Regions from separate parts of the Gossypium arboreum genome. Here region 1 is linked to region 2. The links are chromatin contacts, called in public Hi-C maps. All regions are on one chromosome and are shown on one strand. Each heading gives the region's core, a stretch centred on a gene start, on an enhancer-like site or on the middle of the called end of the contact. The rest is flanking DNA. Distances are from core to core; before and after follow the strand shown.

The links. Hi-C and Micro-C count contacts between places; a contact is called where the count stands out from the background.
Region 1: a contact with region 2 is called in a Hi-C map of leaf, with 2.2 times the contacts expected there. The contact joins the promoter of LOC108450779 here to the promoter of LOC108464583 in region 2. A contact is called at or near these places in 2 of 5 Hi-C or Micro-C datasets (both in leaf).

The regions. Positions count from the first base shown.
Region 1 is chr10:53,930,671-53,933,941 of ASM2569848v2, reverse strand. LOC108450779 (2-methylpropanoate--CoA ligase CCL4-like) reads left to right here and starts at 1,765. Exons shown (of 1, transcript XM_017748544.2): 1 at 1,765-3,271. The coding sequence starts at 2,027.
Region 2 is chr10:53,290,926-53,294,453 of ASM2569848v2, reverse strand. LOC108464583 reads left to right here and starts at 2,267. Exons shown (of 18, transcript XM_017764948.2): 1 at 2,267-2,706. The coding sequence starts at 2,626.

The sequences.
Region 1 (3,271 bases), core at 516-3,015, 640 kb before region 2:
AGGATATGTTGCATGCTATTGGGAATTGTCCTGCTGCAAGGGGTATTTGGAACCTTTTAGTTCCTACTGATCAGATTGTTAGCTTTTATTCAGGTAATTTACAAGAATGGATCACATCAAACCTGCAGAATGGGCATGACTTGGGATTTGGAGAGGTCTACTGGAAGTGCTTTTTTGGGATCCTCATATGGCGTATGTGGAAAATCACAATCTTTTTATGTTTCAAGGTGCGTCTTGGAGCAGCAATGACACTATTAAGGTCTCATATAGCTGGGCCAAATAGTTTATGATGATAGCTAAGGGTCCAATGAATTTGATTTAGGCTTTGACTTCGTGCTCCAATTTGCCTGAAAACTGGGTTTACTTGAATACTGATGGTTTCGTTAGGCTTGAGGATGGTTCTGCTTCAGTAGGATGAATTGTGCGAGACCGAAATGAGAAGTGGATCTTTGGCTTTAACAGATTCTTCGGGAGTTGTTCAGTGTTCGAGGCTGAATTGTGAGGCATCTTAGATGGCTTAGGCATCTTAGTTGATCGAGGATATGATAATATAATGGTTCAGACAGATAGCCTTGAAGTGGCCAATACCTTAAAGGAGGGATTTACAGGAGGGTCTAACTTTGCTTTGATTAGGAGGATTATTCAGTTGTTTTCTCGAATTCAACATTAGAGTATTTGCCATTTCCTTAGAGAAGAGAACTAAGAAGCTAATTGACTGTTCAAATTGGTTCACTTGGATAGTCAATGATTACAAGTTTTTGAAGTCTCCCGTTTGAGGGATTGCGTTTTGTAATGTAATTTGTTTTTTTTAATTCTTCTTTATCACAAAATATATATAATTTTTCAATTTTATGTAGCTATTATTAAATGTGATACACAAATGTATATTATTGTAAATATGTAAACTAATTATAGTAAATGTATATTAAGTAATTATGATTAATTATATTATGTGAACTAATTATGGTTAATATATATTAATTGATTATGGTGAATTTATATTAGATAAACAAATTATGGTAAAACTATATCAAGTAATTAACTATTTACTAAATATGTTTAAACATTAATGTAGGTTCTAACTAATAATACATATTAACTTAATTATGGTAAATATTATGCATAATAGTGGGTCCTATTACTATTTTAATATCAAAATTAATGATGTGTCAACCAACTACAGATGTCATTTGTTATCATTTTAGATATGCCATGTAGGATATTTTCCTCCTTTGCTTCAATATCTTACTTTCAAAGAATGGTCCAATTATGAATTCTATCCTTTTATTTTATTAAAATTAATAAGTTAGTCCCACTATTTTAATTTGTCAAAATTTGAGCTTTGTACTTTACGAAAACTAAAAAATTAGTCTAGTTGTTGGTAAATACATGAAGTTGAACCACTATTTTTTTGCTAATTTGCTCGATATAGATTGTTGAATTATTGATTTTAATTATTTTGTGCATATGAATTACAAAAATAGATGATTTTAAGATTAACAATTCAAAGGCAATGTGTAATAGTGTTACCTAATGAGACTAAATTATTAGTTTTTGTAAAGCAAATTAAAATATAAGAATTAAGTCAACAACCTCTTAACCCAATGGAAAAAATATTATGTTATAAATATAAGAGTTTAGGCTTGATCTGAAGTAACCTCATTCCCCTTATGTAATTATATAAAAAGAGGGCTAAAATGTCAATTTCAGTAAAATAGAGGGATGCATTCATGATTAGACATTTTCAATCACTGATAAGCTATACAAATACCGAGATCCTTTGACTTCGAGACTCACTTTAGAACACCACACAGGAGGAGCTTTAATTAGTCGCCTGTTTCTTCCCTTGTTTTTCTGTTTGAACAATCAAATCTAATCTGTGTTCCGTTTATGTTGTTCAAAATTTAATTTGTGTTTACTTGTAACTATTGAATCTCTATCGTTACACACCCACAAAACGCACCTCTAAAAGGTTATAAGGAAAAAAAAAAAAACCAAACCACCTGCGTTTCAAGGAGGAAAATTAATGGAAGAGCTAAAGTCAAGGCCCACAAATTCTTCCCCTCTCACCCCACTAGGCTTCTTAGACAGAGCAGCCACAGTGTACGGTGATTGCACCTCCATCATCTACAATAATACTTCCTACACTTGGTCTGAAACCCACCGGCGATGTCTCCAGTTAGCTTCTTCCCTCTCCTCTACCGGCATCAAAACCGGCCACGTCGTTTCCGTTTTAGCCCCCAACATCCCAGCAATGTACGAGCTTCATTTCGCTGTTCCCATGTCTGGTGCTGTCCTAAACAGCATCAACACCCGCCTTGATGCCCGCACTGTCTCCATCCTCCTATGTCACGGTGAATCAAAGCTCCTCTTTGTCGATACCCTTTCTCAGTCTCTGGCCTTGGAAGCCATCTCTTTGTTTCCTCCCAACGAAACCCCCCCACTTCTGGTCTTAATCAAAGATGATGAGGATGATGGTGTGAGTTCCACACTTGACTCTCGCTTCTGTTGCACGTATGAGAGTCTGGTGGTGAAAGGCAACCCTGGTTTCAAGTGGATTCGGCCTGAAAGTGAGTGGAATCCGATTGTTTTGAACTATACATCAGGTACCACCTCGTCTCCTAAAGGAGTGGTTCATTGCCACAGGGCAGTTTTCACCATCACCGTTGATTCTTTAATCGATTGGGAAGTTCCAAAACAACCTGTTTATTTATGGACACTCCCAATGTTTCATGCTAATGGGTGGAGTTTCACTTGGGGGATGGCTGCCGTCGGTGGAACTAATATTTGCGTTCGAAAATTCGACGCCCCAATCATCTATAATTTGATCAGAAAACATGGCGTCACTCATATGTGTGGAGCCCCCGTGGTGCTTAACATGTTATCAAATTCTCCTGAAACTAAACCACTCCAAAATCCAGTCCAAATCCTCACCGCTGGAGCTCCACCGCCAGCAGCGGTTCTTTCCAGGACCGAGTCACTCGGTTTCATAGTGAGTCACGGGTACGGGTTAACCGAAACGGGAGGACTGGTTGTTTCTTGTGCTTGGAAAAGGGAATGGAACAAGTTTCCATTGGCGGAGAGGGCGAGGCTGAAAGCGAGACAAGGAGTGAGAACTCTGACTGTGACGGAAGCGGACATAGTGGATCCCGAGTCAGGACTGAGTGTAAAGCGAGACGGGTCAAGCCTTGGGGAAATCGTTTTGAGAGGTCCTTCTATCATGTTGGGGTATCTAAAGGACCCAAATGCCACATCCAATTGCTTGAAAGAA
Region 2 (3,528 bases), core at 1,018-3,517:
CAGGGCTCGAATAAGGGATGATATGTATATGTTTGAATGACTTATGATATGATATATGAAATGTTTGAAAACGAATGATTTAAGTTGCATATTTATGGTAATGTTTCGTAACCCTATTCTGGCAACAGATACGAGTTAAGGGTGTTACAATCCACCACCCTGATAAAGAACACTCACCTCGAGCGAGCAAGGAGGAAATTTATGTTTAGTTTAATTTACGTTTGTTACCCTCGTACAATAGGGTTAATTTATGGTGCAGTGAAGGAACTCACTAAGTTCATTTGAACTTATAAGAGTTTATCCGATGTTTGCAGGATTTGCAAGGTTAATCGAGGACTTAGAGAATGGACCTAACAAGACAGTGACAAGATCGAGGATCGCGGGCAGTTAAAGTCATACACATAGGAAGAGGGTACCATTAGAGGCTTCGCCTTAAGAACAATAACAACGAAGCCAGATAACATCCCTAAAATCTAGATTTTTAGGATAGTTGGCCCTTACCTAAATTTCAAGAGTTATTTTGTAAACAAATAGTTTGTATAGTGACAAAAACCTTGTGAGACCAAGCTTTTGGATAAGCTTGAGGCTTTTGTTGTAAGAAGCATTATTGTTTCAATATAGTTTGTTTTATAACAGTTAGTCGATAGAATTTAGGATAAGTTAATCAAGTCATACTTGGATCTGGCAAATGGGTCGGGTTAGGGGTGTTACAGTTTAGGTACCGGTTAAATGTCCCAAAAAAATACAAAATATGTACAAATTGCCAAGTTCAGGTGCCATTGTATATATGCCCTTAGAATGTTTTAAAGTTTAAAGATCAATTTAGAATGAAAGTATAATTTAATGATGTCTAATGCAATTAACTCTTCAACTTATGGGTAAACTACACTATTAGTCACTAAACTATGGGTAAATTTTCATTTTGGTCACTTAACTAAAGAAAGTTACAATTTGATCATTGAACTATTCGAAAGTTTTTATTTAAGTCACTAGATTATTTTTTTTTTCAAAAAAGTTTCGCCAGCGAGCTCCAAGCGACGATTCGATGATTGATATAGTGGATCAGTACCTATCGACGAGTAGCACATACCTTAGATCCAAGTTGATTTGATGGTCAATGTCAAAGATTAAAGAAAAAAAGTTATTTGAATTTTAGTTCGCAAATTGTGGCTTCCAAAATTGTTTCATAAAAAAAAAACAAATTGAACTATAAAAGAGAAGAGGAAAAAGAGCTTTCTATTGGTGCAGATAGTATGAACAAAAAAAAATCATATAACATTGATTTTAATAGTATAGTGATTTAAATGAAAACTTTTGAATAGTCCAGTGATCAAATTATAACCTTTTTTATTAAGTGACCAAAATAAAAACTTACCTATAATTTAATGATTAATAGCATAGTTTATTCTTTTCAAGTTATTAGTAACATATGAACAAGCAAGTGGATCTTGTTATTTGTCTCGTGAGCAGGTGGTATGGAAAATGGAAAAACAGTAAAATTAGTTAGTTGCTCACTGCGTGGGACGCTATGCGATGCGGTCCAGACAAACACCACACGACACAACCGCATATTATCTCAAGTTCGCACCGCCCACTAAATTAGCAAATAATCAAATAAAAATTTTCTTATTTTTACTTTTGTTTTCTTTTTTAATTTTAATTAGAAAAATACTCCACGATATTCTTTTTAAGACCAAAAAGAAAGATGACCCCACATCCTCACCCATTGGAGGCAGCTATCACGCATCGCCCTTTTACCTGTTCTTTTTCCTTTTAGGAAAATTAAAATTTCAAAATTTTTCACATTTTCAAAAAATTTAATTAATAAAATTTTAAAAATATTTGTTGTTTTTAATTTATATGTTTTGAAAATACAACACTTGGCTAAGAATCAAGTTATCAACATCTATACTTATCTTAAGCTTTTAATCCAATTGGTGTATGTACATACTCCGATAAAAAAAATACTAATGTATATAACTAAATTGAAAAATTATTAAAATATTTCTATTTAAAAATAAATTATATTATTATAAAAATATGTTTTTAGTAATAATTTTAATAATGTTTTAATTACGAGTTGATAATAAACCAAAATTTGAACCTAACATTATTATTGTATTTTGAACTTGGATGAAATATGATATTAACAAATAAATAAAAAATGAAAGAAATTGGACTTTATTGTGACATTGACACCCACCTGGCGATCCATGAGAGCTGACAAGGCTCCAAAGTCCAAAGGGATCTTCCACGCGCCAACACTACGGCTCCACCCGTCCCCCCTTCATTCTCTCTCTTTCTTTTATTTTAAATTTTTATTTCTCTTCTTTTTCCATTTTTATATCCCAAAAAAGCCGCCACGAATGCTTAACGCTTCTCCAGTTTTTCTACACGGAAATCTAAAGTACCCCTACATATCTGATCCCGCGATTCTCTGATTTAGCATTTCCTTTCCTTTTCTATTCTTTTTTTTTTTAAATATAAATAAGAGATCTTTAGAGTATAGGAGGCTTTTTCTTCCAAGTTCTTTTGCATTTATTTATTTTTCTTTCTCTTTTGTTGATCGCATGAATTTGGGAAAGGACATTATTGGAGTGGAAATTTGAATTTTGATTAGTCAACATGGTTACTGGAAACTTATTTCATTCTAAAAAGAATTCATGGCCGCCTGAAGAATATGTCAGCCGTAATACTTTACAATTGGTCAGTTTTTTGTTTTGCCTCTTTTTTTTTCCTTAATATTAACGGGAATAACTTTGTTGATTATGGCGTTCTTTTTTTATAAGTTGATTTCGTTCTGTTTGGTTCCTGAGAAAATGTGTAAAAGCGGAGGAAAAAAAATAGTATTAGTCTAAAAGTTAAGAGGAGCAAGGTTGTTTTTCCACAGAATTAGTTCTATCCTAAAGTAATAAGGTTTCAAATTCATTTTGTAGGAAATTTGAACTATTTATTTTGTATATTTTCTGCCTCTTATTTAATTAAATCATTGCGCGTGATTTTGTAGATAGCATATAAGGCATGCCTTAGGAACTATTTAATTAATTTTTTACTTAAATATTTGGAAATGATCCTTTTTCTTTGTATTTACCATTACTGAGAGCTTGCCTGCGAGCTTGCGTCTCGTCAAAATTCAGGAAAAAAAAAAAAAGGATCGCTGGCCTGATACGATTCATGCCATACATACGATTAGTTGATTTTTGCGGCTGGTGTCTGGTCAAAAACCTGTAAATTGTTTGAAGTAAGAAAAAACGTTTTGAACTTGATGCCACTTAGAATCATTTCAGTATTCGTTTCAACTGTAGGGAAGAGATTGATAGTGATTCGTCTCAAATTAATGGAGTTGGGTCTTCATGATATTATTTCATATCTGATAATCTTAAATCAGCAATATGACAATATTCCGTCTGCATACATATGACTGAATAAAAGGACTAAAAGTGACATTTTGATTTAATTTTGGGTTTCACTGCCACATTTCTTTTATATGAGAACTATTCTATTTGACATGATAATCGTGGTTTCTTT